2 separate regions of the Mus musculus genome follow, and region 2 is linked to region 1. Evidence: chromatin contacts called from public HiChIP or PLAC-seq data. All regions are on one chromosome and are shown on one strand. Each heading gives the region's core, a stretch centred on a gene start, on an enhancer-like site or on the middle of the called end of the contact. The rest is flanking DNA. Distances are from core to core; before and after follow the strand shown. Region 1 holds the start of Pnldc1 (poly(A)-specific ribonuclease (PARN)-like domain containing 1). Region 2 holds the start of Tcte2 (t-complex-associated testis expressed 2).

What was found. HiChIP or PLAC-seq counts read pairs in DNA pulled down with a chosen protein or histone mark.
Region 2: a contact with region 1 is called in an H3K27ac HiChIP or PLAC-seq map of extraembryonic endoderm stem cells, with 4 times the contacts expected there. The contact joins the promoter of Tcte2 here to the promoter of Pnldc1 in region 1. A contact is called at or near these places in 1 of 115 datasets of contacts at active chromatin or transcription factors (extraembryonic endoderm stem cells) and 1 of 9 other capture datasets (embryonic stem cells).

What each region holds. Positions count from the first base shown.
Region 1 is chr17:12,907,437-12,914,629 of GRCm38.p6, reverse strand. Pnldc1 (poly(A)-specific ribonuclease (PARN)-like domain containing 1) reads left to right here and starts at 4,630. Exons shown (of 19, transcript NM_001034866.1): 1 at 4,630-4,794; 2 at 5,111-5,168; 3 at 5,504-5,577. The coding sequence starts at 4,719. Mrpl18 (mitochondrial ribosomal protein L18) reads left to right here. Exons shown (of 4, transcript NM_026310.3): 3 at 629-860; 4 at 2,881-3,275. The coding sequence ends at 2,952.
Region 2 is chr17:13,756,963-13,764,751 of GRCm38.p6, reverse strand. It overlaps Tcte2 (t-complex-associated testis expressed 2), which reads left to right and starts at 3,349. Exons shown (of 3, transcript NM_022311.3): 1 at 3,349-3,466. It overlaps Afdn (afadin, adherens junction formation factor), which reads right to left and starts at 4,211. Exons shown (of 33, transcript NM_010806.1): 1 at 3,974-4,211. The coding sequence starts at 4,078.

The sequences.
Region 1 (7,193 bases), core at 3,381-5,880:
TACACTGTCTCTGTTTTCAGACATACCAGAAGAGGGCATCGGATCCCATTACAGATGGTTGTGAGCCACCATGTGGTTGCTGGGAATTGAACTCAGGACCTCTAGAAGAGCAGTCAGTGCTCTTAACCGCCGAGCCATCTCTCCAGCTCTTAATTCAACTATTTAAACTACATTATTATCATTGTAGGGGTTATCTTTTTACGGTGGTTATTATTTTTGTTACAGTGGGATTTTTCTGGTTTTTGTTTATTTGGTTGGTTTTTTTGTAATTACACATTTTTATTGTTGTAAGTACACTGTCGCTGTCTTCAGACACAGCAGAAGAGGGCATCAACAAATCCCATTCCAGTTTGTTTTTATTGTTTTTTTTTTTTTTTTTTCAGTTGATTGGTATGTGCATATAGTCACAGGTTCATGCATATACCGCATATACTTAGATCATGGTCCACCTTGTGAGCCCTGGGGGTTGAATGCAGGTTGTTGGCCTTGGTAGGAAGCATCTTTACCCATTGAACTGTCTTAACAGTGGGCTCACCAAATTCTTGAAGAACACGTAGGCGTTTATTCACCTTAAGTGGCCCAACTTTTTGTTAATAGATTGTTTTATAACTCTTTTCTCCCCGTTTAGGTTGCGAGTTGTAAAGACTCAGCATCACGTAGAAGCATTTGTTGAGCATCTTAACGGCCAGGTTGTTGTTTCAGCATCCACTCGAGAATGGGCTATTAAAAAACACCTTTATAGTACCAGAAACGTGGTGGCTTGTGAGAGCATTGGGCGAGTGCTGGCACAGCGGTGCTTAGAAGCAGGAATCAACTTCATGGTCTACCAGCCCACCCCGTGGGAGGCGTCCTCAGACTCGGTACTTGTATTTCTATGTATTTACTTAAAAGGTAAACATTCGGCTAGGAATGGTGGTGCATGCCTTTAATCCCAGCACTCGGGAGGTCTCAGAGGCAAGAGATCTCCATGGTCAAGGGCAGCTTGGTCTACAGTGTGAGTTCCAGGAATGTCAGGGGTACACAGAGAAACCCTGTCTCAAGAAACAAAAAAAGAAAGCAGAAAAGAAACAAAAATTTGGTGTGGTATGGTAGAAGCAGATCTCTTGAGTTTAGGACCAATCTGGTCTACCAAGGAAGTTCCATCTAGTTGGGGATATATAGTGAGATCCTGTTTAAAAATAGAGGGGGTGGGGGAACAAGATCAGTTGTTTTTGGTGACAAGGGTCAATAATTCCTGCTGTCAAGAGGTTGACTTGGAAGAATCTCAAATTCTAGGCTTGCCTGAATAACTTAGTAAGACTTTGTCTCAGAATTTTAAGTGGGAAGGCCAGGAACTGCAAGTTATTCATTGGTAATGCATGCTGGAGGCTGTTTCATCCATGATACACAGAAGGTCCAGAGCTGGGGGCACAGCTCTGAGAGCGCCGCTACCTTGCGTGTGTAATCTCTAGCAACACGCAGAGACGCCAGAGAGTTTTGGTTAGTTCTTGGTGTTAGGTGTGCTTACATTATTTTCTTGAGGGTATTCTACATGGTGGGCCTTGGCTGGATCCTGTGACATTTGGTTTTTGCAGTAGTCCATAGGAGTTTGTGTTCCCATTCTCTGTACAAACTGAGGTCAGTCGGTATTGCAAGTTGGTATTGCTGGGTGACTGAGACCCGTTAGTCCAGGATGTTAGCACTGCACTTCCTGTTGTTATACTGGCATCTTTTTTTTTTTTTTAAGATTTATTTTATTTTTTTATTTATATGAGTACACTGCAGCAGTCTTCAGACACACACCAGAAGAGGGCATCAGATCCCATTACAGATGGTTGTGGGCTACCACATGGCTGCTGGGAATTGAATTCAGGACCTCTGGTCGAGCAGTCAGTGCTTTTAACCATTGAGCCATCTCTCCAGCCCATATACTGGCATCTTGTTGAATATGCTGATCCCTGATATCTTTCCATTTCCTTTTTCATATGTGTTTTATTAATTTTTATATCATATATTACATCTTGATGGCAGTTTCCCCTCCCTCCTCTTCCCAGCCCAACATCCTCCACCCCTTCCTTTTCCATTTCTCTTCAGAAGAAGGCAGGCCTCCTAGGGATGTCAACCAAACATGGTATATCAAGTTGCAGTAAGACTAAGCACCTCCCCTCATACTAAGGCTGGACAAGGCAGCCCAGTAGGAGGAGGAAAGGGTACCAAAACTAGGCAGAAGAGAGACAGCCCCCTTCCCACTGTTAGGAGTCCCATACGAAGACCAAGCTATACAAGCAGAACATAAAGAAGGGGGCCTAGATCAGTTCCACGCAGGCTCCCTGATGGTTCGGTCTCTGTGAGTCCCTGTGGGCCCTGTTGATTCTATGGGTTTGCTTGGTTCCTTTATTTCTCTGGTCCCTACAATCCTCCCTCCCACCCCTTCTTCTTCAGGATTCTCCACAATCTGCCTAATGTTTGGCTGTGGGTCTCTGCATCTGCTTCCATCAGTTGTTGGATGAAGCCTCTGATGACAACTATGCTAGGCTCTTGTCTGCATACAATAGAATATTATTAGGAATCATTTCATTGACTTTTTTTTTCTTTGGTCAGACATGGTTGGTTCCATCCTAGGTCTTGGTCCAGCCTCTGGTTTCTGGCCCTCCAGGCAGTGTCAGGGGTAGGCTTCCTCTCATGGCAGGGGTCTCCTGCTGGACCAGCCATTAGTTGGCTACTTCCCCAGTTTCTGCACCTTTACCCCAGCATCTATGTTCTTAAGATCAGTCAGAGAAACACATATGTACCCTGGGAGGTCAGTGGTTTCTTTGTCTCTTGGAAAACAAACCGATTTTCAGGTTTTTTTGGAGGCTGACAGTGTTTCCTTTTTTTTTCTCTTCTCGATCTCCAAACTAGATAAAACGTTTACAAAATGCCATGACAGAAAGTGGCGTGATGCTTCGGGAGCCTCGAAGAATCTATGAATGAAATAGAAGTGTTAACTGTTGTTGGCAGTGTAATATAAAACTACCATCTACAGCCACCAAAGGAAAGCATCTGCATTAAAAGGAAGAAAGGAAGGAAGGAAGAAAAGAAGGAAGGAAGAAGCATTTGGAAGGAGAACCAGACTGAAAGCTTCAGAGCAATAATGTGACTGAAAACTTATTTAAAGTTAGCTTCTTTCCACTTCTGTGTGTGCTTGTGTGATTTCATTGTTTTAATCAAGGGCTTAAGGTGTCCTCATTCTTGGACATGAGATGTATTTAAGGAAAGTAGTCACTATTCAAAGAACAAATTAAAGTGTTTATAACAAACTGTGAACCCTTACTGTGTTGTGCTCTGTAAACACCCGGTGGCTACAGGGCACGAGTGGAGTTCTGTGAAGCACTGGCCGGCAGGGACGGTTCCTGGCTAGTCATGGGGAAGGAGGATTGTTTGCTGCCCGGGATGTGGGCTGGGCTTGTTTGTTTTGTTTTTAATGTCAGTGCAATTGTAAACTCAGAAATAATATGTGGAGATAATATCACACGTGCCTTCTAGTCACCACCCCCCCTCCCGGACTCACCCCCTAGTGATTTCAGGCATATCTTAGAGAGGAAATGAGTGTGAGGAGCAGCCAATGGGAGGTGGGAATGATGGGTTACTTTGCCTTTAAGTGGGAATTCAAATGTGACTGTAGAAAATGCTTTAGAAATAATCACACAAGTGGCTGGAGCGATGGCTTGATGTGATTAGGAGCACTCACTGCTCTTGGAGAGGATTTGCATTTGGTACCCATGACCCAGAGAACAGCTCACAGCCAGCACTACAGTTCTAGGAATCCCAACACCCATTTCTGGCCTCGGCAGGTACTGTGAACACGTAGTGCACACATGTAGTGCCGGCAAAATATACATAAAATGTATTGAAAATTGTCATGCTAGATAGCTTAGGTTGGAGCTTGGGGAGATCACAACCCCTCTCCGAAAGTTGCTAAAATGTGAAAAAGACATGTAAACAAAGCGGCTTCATATTAGTCACGTATTCATTATTTTAGACAAGTGACAAGCATGGCTCAGTTTTTTTTTTTTTTTTTTTTTTTTAAAGCGTTGATGCCGAGGCATTCAGCATTCAATAGCATGAGTCAGTCTGATCAATATATACCAAACTGGAGACAGGAATATACACGTATATTTTTTTCTTCCCTCATGTTAAATACGGATTGAAGCATCTCACTTAGAAGCCCAGGTTCTCTAGGGGACTAAGTCCAGAACTGAGAGGGTGTATCAGACCATGAACAATGAGCATGGAGGCTGGGCATTGGTATCGCTGGCAGGCGTTTCTATAGGCTAAAGGCCATACTAGCTGATCGCCGGTACCAATGATCTTTCAGCACAGCTGGCAGTTTTTTTGTTTTTGTTTTTGTTTTTTGTTTTTTGTTTTTTCAAGTCAGGGTTTCTCTGTATAGCCCTGGCTGTCCTGGAACTCACTTTGTAGACCAGGCTGTCCTCCAACTCAGAAATCCGCCTGCCTCTGCCCTCCCAAGTGCTGGGATTAAAGGCGTGCGCCACCACGCCCGGCAAGCTGGCAGTTCTTGATGGCAACAGTCTCCACTTTTCCCAGCATGAGAAGATCAAGGCTGTGAGCTCCACACTGAAACTCCCACCAGCCGGCTCTGGCCTTGGTGTGACACGTGCACGAGCTTTAAGGCCCTGCGCAGCGGAAACGCGTGGGCAGCACGTGGCCGCATCCGGCGCGCCCTGGGACTAGCGGCTATGGACGTGGGCGCGGACGAATTTGAGCAGAGCCTTCCACTCCTGCAGGAGCTTGTCGCGGGTGCGGACTTCGTGGGTAAGGTGCCTGGGGTTGCAGGGCCTGTCAGGGACAGCCTGGGAACTGGTGTTTGGTGTTTGTGTACGGTATGGCTTTCCAGGCCAGAGGAGCTCAGAGAGCGTCCTAGGAAGGACAGGAGGCTTCCTTTCCCACTCGGCCAGGGGGGCTTCAAGCAATCAAACCCGCAGCTCTGGACAGCCTTGTCTGGGACCACATACTCTGTTTCTGTTTTCCATGACTGTGTACAGCTGCTTACCTCCTGGGGCATTTGCAGTGTGAAAGGTGGTGCTTTGCTCTGTGCCTGAGGATTTTTGTCTGTTTTGTGCTCCCGTAGGTCTGGATATAGAGTTCACAGGTCTGCGTTCAAACTTGTCTCGGCCCCAACAGATCAGGTACTAATTACTGTCTTACCTCACCGGTGTCTCCTTAGTTAGACCCTACCAGACAAACATTGTGTCTGATCAGGCTCCTGCGGGCTGGTTTTTGTTTTTGGTGTGTACTGGAGGAATTATTATTATCATTATTATTATTACTATTATTATTATTATTATATGTGTGTGTGTGTGGAGAAATCTCTCAATAAGTGACTTTTACTGGCCAAATGCTGATAGGCTTTCTAATTGTGGTAACAGGGTAGTAGGTCTCTGATGACAGGCACGCGCTGCAGAGACCTGCTACCTGCTTCTGATCCCCTTGCCTATGCAGTGAGATGCCTTTTTCTTCACAGTCTTTTTGACTTGCCATCTGAGTGGTATCTGAAGACCCGGCAGAGTGTTCAGCAGTTTACAATCTGTCAGATTGGTGAGTCTGATGTTCACTTCTTTGTTACGGATCATTCTAGAAGCTATTTTACTGTCTGGGTTTCCTGTAGGTAAAACCAGCTTTGGCGTTTTTCAAAGATATTGTGTATCATTTTGTATGCTTGTTCTGTTTTAAGTCTGTGTGTGTGTGTGTGTGTGTGTACACCACCTGGAACATTTACAGTGTGAAAGATGGTGGTTTGGGCCAAGCAGAATTTAACAGGCTTTTATTTCATAGCCTAAATAGACCAATGCAAGACAATCACTGTTAAACCTATTTTATCATTTGAGCAAAAGTGTATGTTTTGACTGTGAGTGTGGGTGATTAGAAGATTTTTTTTATATGTCTTTAGTGTTTTGCCTGCATGTATATATGTGCTCCACAGGCCTGAGATGCTTGGAGAGTGGTCAGAGGAGGATGTCACATCCCCTGTAACGGGAGTTACTGATGGATATGAGTCACCCAGATCCCTGACCACCACTGAGACAGCTCCCTGGCCCCAGTATGTGTGATTTTTTTTTTTTTTCAAAAGAAAACCTACAAGAACAGATTGAACACGTTTTACATTTTGTTTTTTCATTTAATGGCTTTTAGGAGGCTGTGTTGCCATACAGACCTGGTCCTTTTCACAAATCCATAAAAAAACAAAGTACAGATTAGAATTTAGTGTCCTGCCGGGCGTGGTGTCGCACGCCTTTAATCCCAGCACTTGGGAGGCAGAGGCAGGTGGATTTCTGAGTTTGAGGCCATCCTGGTCTACAGAGTGAGTTCCAGGACAGCCAGGACTACACAGAGAAACTCTGTCTCGAAAAACCAAAAAAAAAAAAAAAAAAAAAAAAAAAAAGAACTTAGTGTCCTAAATAAAGTATGTGTAGTAACCATTTGTTTACAATGAAAAGCATCTTTGCTTACTGACAGCCTTCCTATTTTCACACCTAGTGCACTTTTGTATATCTGGGATATTTCCATCAGTGAGACTGAGTTAGAGTGTGTGCATTAAAGCATTGACGATACAGCTTATCATCCACAGTGCTCTCGGAGACTGACACCAGCAACGGTGAATTGGCGTTCATATACAAAACCCCTGGGAATGAACCCGACCTGATAGTCTAAAAAATATTCTGGTTTGATTCTGATTTATAATACTGGGGTCTACAAGTTTATGTGAAGGACCAGATAGCATAAATGCTAGATAGTATTTGCAGGTACTGTGATTTCTTTTACAAGGCCCACCTTTGTAATGGAGGTCCTGACTTTTTCAGTAAAATGTATTATAAAACCAAGCTGTGGGCCAGGTTTTACTGCCTGCTGCTTTCTCTGAGGATGGATGTTTATGTGTGCTGACACCTGGGGCCGCTTCTCCTTTCTTCTTGTGTTTTGCTGCTGCCTTTTTTTTTTTTAATAAGATCTATTTGAGAAGTTCAAACACTCACTCTTGGTTAAGCTCTTTTGCTTTCCACCACTTTGGAAGGTTCCCACTTTGAGTGACTTATATAACATAGTAATACAGAGATTTTAAAGTGGTCACGTAAGCGGGGCATGGTGGCGCACTCCTTTAATCCCAGCACTCGGGAGGCAGAGGCAGGCGGATTTCTGAGTTCGAGGCCAGCCTGGTC
Region 2 (7,789 bases), core at 2,100-4,599, 850 kb before region 1:
ACTTCTGGACAATGCCATCATCTGAAATTGTTTTATGTACATAAATTTGGATAAGAGCTATAGAAACACAAAATTTACATCAGTTATTACAGGACATAAAGACTTTAGAAAATCATAACAATAACTACAGGTCAATAAGCTAAGGAGGAAAAAAAAAGCCAAGTATACACATCTATAATCTTAGCACTGAGAATGCTGGGACAGAGAATCACTAGCTGCTGGCGTGTCTGAGCTACTCAGGAAGACTCTGTCTCAAACAATAACAATAAAAGTAAACACTAACAGAATGACTGAGCACAGTGGTACAGAAGCACTTGGGAGGCAGAGACAGGCAGATTTCTCAAAGTTTAAGACCAGAGTGGTCTACCAAGTGAGTTCCAGGACAGCCAAGGTGGTTATACAGAGAAACCCTGACATGACAGAAAAGAAAAAAGAAAAAGAAAAGGAAGAAAGGATCTATGAATACTAAAGCTCACCAACAACTACCACCTGTTTCATTTATAGTCACAGAAAAAAAAAGATTTTCATCAGTACCAATACTTAAACTACAACTGTTACCTTCAAAGTTTTCAAATATAATTAGGTTGCATGACAAAGCATCATTACCCCTAAGTGCCAGTCTGAAAGACAGATGTAGCTATAATAAGCTATGCAGTTACCACCGCTTCTCCTGAACACTTCCTAGTCCACCTCTCCTGGCAATTCTCCATGTTATTTTTTGCACACATCATGTGTAATATCATCACATGACTTCTCAAGAATAACCAAGGAATTAGAATGAATCATGTTCACCTATAATAAAACACATGTGGGTGTACACAAATTCTGGATTATTTCTCCCCAGAGGCAAAAAGGCAACAATGAATTAAATAAATAGTGAATGACTAAAAAGTATCTCATGAAGCTAAAGTCAGTAACTTAGCAAAGTTTATCAGCATAACCTTTATGCAAAAGTCAGAACAAAACAAATTTTTACTATGTGAACAATTTTCAATGAATTTTTATAATTTTTTTTGCCAGGAATATTCAATATTTCTTTCTTTATGCTTACTAAGTACCAACTGTGACAGACAGCAGTTCTGCAAGGATAAATATTTCATTTCTTGCCTTGTGTAATGAAGAGGGAGAAAAAAACAGCAATTCTGATGACAAGTCTAGGTAAGACCTGGGGATGACCAGAGAAGACTTCTTAAACAGTACTGGAAAATAACAAAGATTCAAAGGGGCACTCTCCCATTAAAATCATCAGAAATCCCTAATTTCAAAGCCCTAATTTTAAAAGGAAAGAGTCCAGTAATGCTTTGAGAAAATGTTTATCAGTTTCTATAGTGGCCATGGTATTAATTGAGTTAACATCAATCTCCCAGTCATAAAATGTTCACGTTGAGTTTAGACTGTTAACTCTTTTTTTCAAGAAGTACACAAGTCCCAAGTTAAGGACTGACTGAAAACTGCTCAGCAACACCTTGCTGGTTCCCAGAACGGGTCCCTTTACACAGAACTGTAAACGTGAAGGGAAGTGCAAGCTTAATCAGGATGATGCATTTTCTTTAAAGGTAAATGTAACCCACAGAGAAAGCGAAGACTCATCCATCAGTGGCTATCACCACCAGACACAACCAAGTCACAGGTGACACTCAACACTGTACCAAAATAAACAAACAATAGAAAACACTCATCATGCTCTCACCAACAAGCATAAAAGACTGCCCAATTAAACAAATACAAGGCTTAAACCTTCCCACAAATCAACTTCTGCAGGGAATCTTTTCAATGGTCACTGAACATCTACAGGGGTTGGTGTACTTCCTATCCTCTTGTAGAAACCTGCTTAATTGTAACAGCCAAATGGAATAAGAAGCAAACAGGATGGTAAAACTGTTTGCAGATGCAGCTCAGACACAACAGGCTGCAGCCACTGGTCTTACACTACTCATAGAACTCAGCTTACTTATATGATATAGTGTGCTAATAAAAAACAGCTTCAAATTGAACAGAATAATTTTAATAGTACTCAAAGATTCTCTAAAACAACAAAATAGAAAATGTGAGCTAGCCATTACATTTTGAAAACAAATTAATTTCATTATGAAAGGCTTTCAATTACAAGTTGTTTCTAAAAATAGAAATGTTCAGATGTAAGAGAGGGTAATGAAAAAGATAATTTCATTTAAGTCCTGTAATTTTTTTCATTGTCTACACAACTCTTTACCTGCAGAAAACTGGGGGGGGGGGGGGGGAACATTCCACAAAACATGCAACTTTACTGTTCATCTCTCCAAAATGATAAAGTTTCAAGTGAATGCTTATAGAATAGAATCCAGTTAAATCTAAAATATTTAATTTAAAATGTTTTAAAGCTAACTCCTCAATTTAAGACTAAAACACTAAGCTGTTACTTCTCAACAGAAAACACATCTTTTCTTAATCAGATAAGAACTCTGGGGGAGGGGGAGGAACAAGGGAATTCACTTGACTAGCAATATTTTACTTGCAAAGTTTATCCTGCCATTTAAAAAAAAAAAAATCAAGCTAATTATTCTGAAAGACAAAATAATACTGAAACTATATTGATTCAGGGCTCCTTTCTAAAGAGTCGCTTGTAAGGCTATGAACGAACACTAACTACACAGTAAATTTGCTTACTAAAATACAACTCGTAAAATCGTTACAGAAGATGAATTATGAATCAGGAGTAACTTAACATCCACCGGTGTTCAAATTGGCCACCTGAACCTAATAATTTACCTTAGCTTGTCAAATAGGGATCGAGAGAAAGGGCTCTAACTAGGTCAAGTGTGCTCACAAGAAGGTGAGAGGGAAGGAGAGGAAAACCTGCCTTCCTCCACCGGCAAAATTAAGTCAATCTGAGAAGACTGCTCAGATCTACCAAATCTGTGTTCGCGGCTAAGCGCTGGCTGCTGTGTTTCAGCAAGCACCTCTTAGGTTTCAAAGCCAGAGCTATTTCCAAATCCGGCACAAGTCCTGGGTATAGTGTGGGGTCGCGTGGAACAGGTCTGCCCAGCCACAACTTAACCAAACGCCCTTTGGCCCGCTGTCTAACGGAGGCTTCCCCGAGGCTTCCCGCCGGCCACGGAACTCCTCCGACAGTCTCCCCGGTACCAACCGGCTGGCTGGATACCGGCCCTCACCCCACCCCCAAGATCGTCCAGAACGCTTCCCGCAGCCCCGCTGCGTACCGCCAGCGCACGGGGCTGGAGCAGGGGTTTATCTGTCTGCCCGCTGCGCGCCACCGGACCCCGCCGGGCTAGAACGCACGCGCGCCGTGGGGCGCACGGGGCTCACACCGCCGCGGGCATCGGCCGGTCACGTGGCCTCGGAGGGGCCGAGATCCGCGTCCCGACGGTTCGAAGACGCCATCAAAGAAACCGGCGGCGAGGAGCGCATCCCGCAGGGGAAGGCCCGCGGCCTGCGTGGGCCGCGACGGGGACCGGTGCGCTGGCAGGTAAGGGCCGGGAGGGCACAGGTGGGTCGTGCCGCACAGGTGGGCGGCCAGGTGCAGTCCTGTGGGCGCAAGCGGGGCCTGAGGACACAAGTGCGCGCCTGGAAAGGATGCGGGTGACACAGGTGGGGTCTGAGGACCCACGTGGGTGGCCAGGCGGAGTCCCGGGGACACAAGTGCACGTCCAGGTGTGTCTCCGCGCGCAGGTGGCCGGCCCGCCCTCTGCGCCGGCCACCAAGCCGCCCTGGACCCCGCCCGGGCGGCGGGGCACCGCAGGAGGCGACAAGGACGAGCGCCCCTAGGGACCCCGCTGGCCAGTACGGTGGGCGGAGGCCGAGGGGACAGGGCCGCGGGCGAGGGCGGGTCCGCGGGCGGACGGGCGGGCGGGCAGGCCAGCGGGGGAGGGGCGGCCGCGGGACCCCACCGCGCTCTGCCTCCCGCGGCCTCCGCGTCGCCGGCCCGCGCGCGGGCCCCCTCCCCTCGCACCCCGGCGGCGGCGGCGGCGCTCACCTCGGTCGGCTGGCTGATCTCGAACAGGTCCAGCCGGTTGGCGTTCCAGTGGTGAATGATGTCGGCCAGCTTCCGCCGCTCTTCGTCGCGGCCGCCCGCCGACATGATCGCGGCCGCTCCTCCCCAGGGCCAGCCGGGCCGGAACACCGCAGGCCGCCTCACCGCCGCCGCCGCCGCCGCGCGTCCTCCGCCGGGCTCGGCCCGCGTCCGGCCCGCGCCGCTTCAGCCCGCCTCAGCCGCGGCCGGTGCGCCGAGCGCCGCCCCCCGCCCTCCCGCCGCCGTGCGCGCCCGCCCGCCGTGCGCGTCCCCGCGAGCGCGCGCCGCGCCGCTAGGTGCTGCCGCGTGGTCGCGCGCGCGTGCGTGCGTGCAGGGGCGCGTCGGGTGTCAGCGGGCCGCACTCGCTCTGTGCCGGAGGCGTGAGTCCTCACCGGAGCCGCTCGGTCCTGCGGCCGCGCTCGGTCCGCCCTGGGCAGGCTCAGGGGTGGCGGACGAGCTGGCGAGCAGAGGGGCGGCGCCCTGACGGGCGGGGCGACCCGGAGCTGCAGAGCGGGATGGACAGGTGGGCGTGGGCTGCGCGGCCGGCGGAACTGGCCGGCCATCCCGCCGCGGCCCTGACGCCTGGGCTGCGCTGGCTGCTGGGGTCAAATCCCAGCTGACCTTTCTCCGGAGGAAAGATAAATTATTATGGTTGTGTGTGAGCGTCAGTGCAAATGTTTTCCGAGCCCTCCTCCGGCTCAGGGTGCCTTTTGGATCCCCCGCATTCCTCAACCCCGGCCAGGGAGCGGCGGCGCCCTTTGTGTCTCCGCGGAGCGCATGCCACCTCGGGGAAAACAACGAATCTGAGTTAGAACGGGGAGAGAGAGACACTAGCGTGAGTTTTGTTAATCTTTTAAAGCCTCCCGGTGAACCTAGAAACCCAAAAATTATCTTGAACAGCAAATGCTCTGGGGTTTAGAGAACGTTTGTTTCTTTGTCTTTTTCATTGCCTCTTCCGTGCCAAAAACAATCTGTTTGCTGGAGAACACATCCGGAAAGAGCTGTTTTCCCCTGTTCATCCAGGTAAAATTGGTGTTTGGCATGCTCTAAGGGAAAGCCTTCACCGGAGCTAAGAGAGCAATACGCTGTATTTGACATGCCCTCTTTTATTTCTGCTCTCTCTCCCTTTTCCAGTGAGAAGATATGTTTTCTCTCTACCAGTTAGATTTCTTCTTTTGTCAGAAAGAAGAGCATCTGTCCTCCAGGCTGGGCTTTGTCTCCGTTTGCTCTGCGACTGCACTAGCGCAGCAAGGCTACATAAGGAGGCTTTTCAGCAGAGGAGCCTGGTGTTGAACTCGTGCCATGGGGAATGAATTCTTCTATAGACCCCTCGTCCTCTTCTGGAAGTTAAAGGGGGGCGATTTGCAAAAAAAGCATATGTGTATGAATGTGTCTTCCTGTCCTAGCATTTTGTGCCTTTAAGTCCTTGTGCTTCTGAGTGGACTCGACTGTCAGTGCCGCTCAAGGCCCTCACTAGCCTCCACACTCAGAGTTCCCCTGACAGAGCCAGTGTAAACTGGTTTTCACAGCATGAGCTGTATTCCTGCTGAAGAACTGGCTTTTACAGAATTTGCAAAGCTAGCAATTAGACAACTAACACCCATGCCACTGTGTTGTTAAAGGGAACATTCAGTATTGCTAGAGACCGAGAAAGGCTCTCTGCAGCGTTGTTTTTATGGGAAGAAATATGTATGTAGAGAAGCCAACAGACAGTGCAGGGCTAAATCCATGTCCGCTGCCCTTGGTTTCTGGTTTACTTTAAAAAGCTCCATCTGTATCATCTTCACAAGTGAACCAGTTCCCAAAGTATAATGCATTGTAAGTATTTAGTATATTGATAACGGCTTGAAATCTACAGAATACCTGTGATTTTTCTCACAGCCGAAAAGACCCGAACTATTATGTGTTCAACCAAGGAGAGCTTTAGGCTGGGCCCACTATTCCACTAATCCTCATTGTTTGAGACGCAGCGATAAATGGGGAGTGGTAGGCCAGGCCTGTGTTCCAAGAACAGGGAGGCGTGGCAGGAGGATGAGGAATTGACCTCCTAGAAGTTGAAGAAAAAGAAAAGGGAACCAAAACAATGTTCTGAGTCATGTGTTGTGCTATCCATAAAAGACGGAGGGGATGTAGGTAGCCATTATAGAACAGCCTACATCCTGAATATGAAGGGGACAGGTGCTTAAGCCAAAAGGTTTCCAAAGTTCATGAGGTCCTAGGTTCTGTCGTCAGCATCATAGAGTTATGCTTAAAGATACTCAGATGACAGTAAAGATGAAGCCCTGATCCTTCTTTGTCCATAAGCATGGTGACTGGTCACACCTGACAGCAGGATGTGGAAAAGGAAGAAGAGCCTAAAAGCCCCCTGAGCTTTGTTAACCACGTACAATACAGAAACAGATTCAATGAAAGACTGTATGTGAAGTCAAACAAAGTGCACTAGATGAGGCTGACTGTAATCCGGTTAGTCGGTTTTTGAAGATTTAAGTTTCCACTTTATACTTAAGTCTTGATCTTCCCTTTTAAAGGTATTAAAATATGTTAGTTGTATATTAAACAATAAGAATCATCAGTACTGAGCCAAGCAGTAGTGACACCCGCCTTTATTCCCAGCGCTCAGGCGGCAGAAACAGGTGAGTCTCTGTGAGTTCGAGGCCAGCCTGGTCTACAGAGAAAATTCCAGGACAGCCAGGGCTACACAGAGAGAAACCCTGTCTCGAAAAACAGAAAAACAAAAAGCATCAGTACTTGCATAATGGGAAAAATAGGTGAGAATAAATAAGTTAATAAACGTTAGTTTTCCTTCCCATTTTTTTTTTTTTGATAGTCTCATGTTTTTCAGACTGGCCTTGTATTTATTATGTAGCCAAAAATGACCTTGAACTTTGATCCTCCTCTGTACTTCCAGAGTAACAGGGCTGGGGCGGTGGGGGGAGGGCTATCTATATGCCATCACTTCCTGCTTGTGCTGTACTGGGAATTTGAATACTTGGCTTCCTGTATGCTAGGCAAGTACTCTACCAACTGAACTATATCCCCTTTGAAATTCATCTTCAGTAAAGTATTCTTAAAAACAAAAATCCTACTGGGGCTGGAGAGATGGCTCAGCGATTAAGAGCAGTGTCTGCTCTTCTAGAGGTCCTGAGTTCAATTCCCAGCAACCACATGATAGCTCACAACCATCTGAAATGGGATCTAATGCTCTCTTCTGGTGTGTCTGAGGACAGTGACAGTGTACTTACACATACATAAATACATCTTCAAGAAAATCTCCACAACCTATATGTAATCTATATGTAATAAAGCCTTTTCTGCCTCAGTTTGCACAAGCCCCAGGAAAGAAATACCAGAAAGATGATGAACCAACCCATCCCAGAAAAGTAAATGACACACACAGCAACTGTTGTCTAATGACCAACAGATCATCTGACTCCCAGTAACTTCAATACTTTGGCAAGTTAGTAGAATGTTGAAATATTTCAATTCTATACTTGTACAAGTCGGCTTACAAATCATGTTAATATATCAAATCAAAGGATGGTCTTTAAAATGTAAAGTTAAAGGATGTAATAAAGGCAGAGGCAGCACTCATGTAGAGATCGTCTTCCACAGAAGCCCCTACATACAAAGGCTCTTCTAGCTTGTTAACCTTAGAGACCAGACAGCTAACTCCTTTTCAGAACCTGCAGGCTAGAAAGCTCAACGTTGATTAGTTTCTTTATGCAAGGAACAAGGGAAGGGAGAAAAGAAGGGTGGGAGGGAGGAATTCTAGATTAGGTT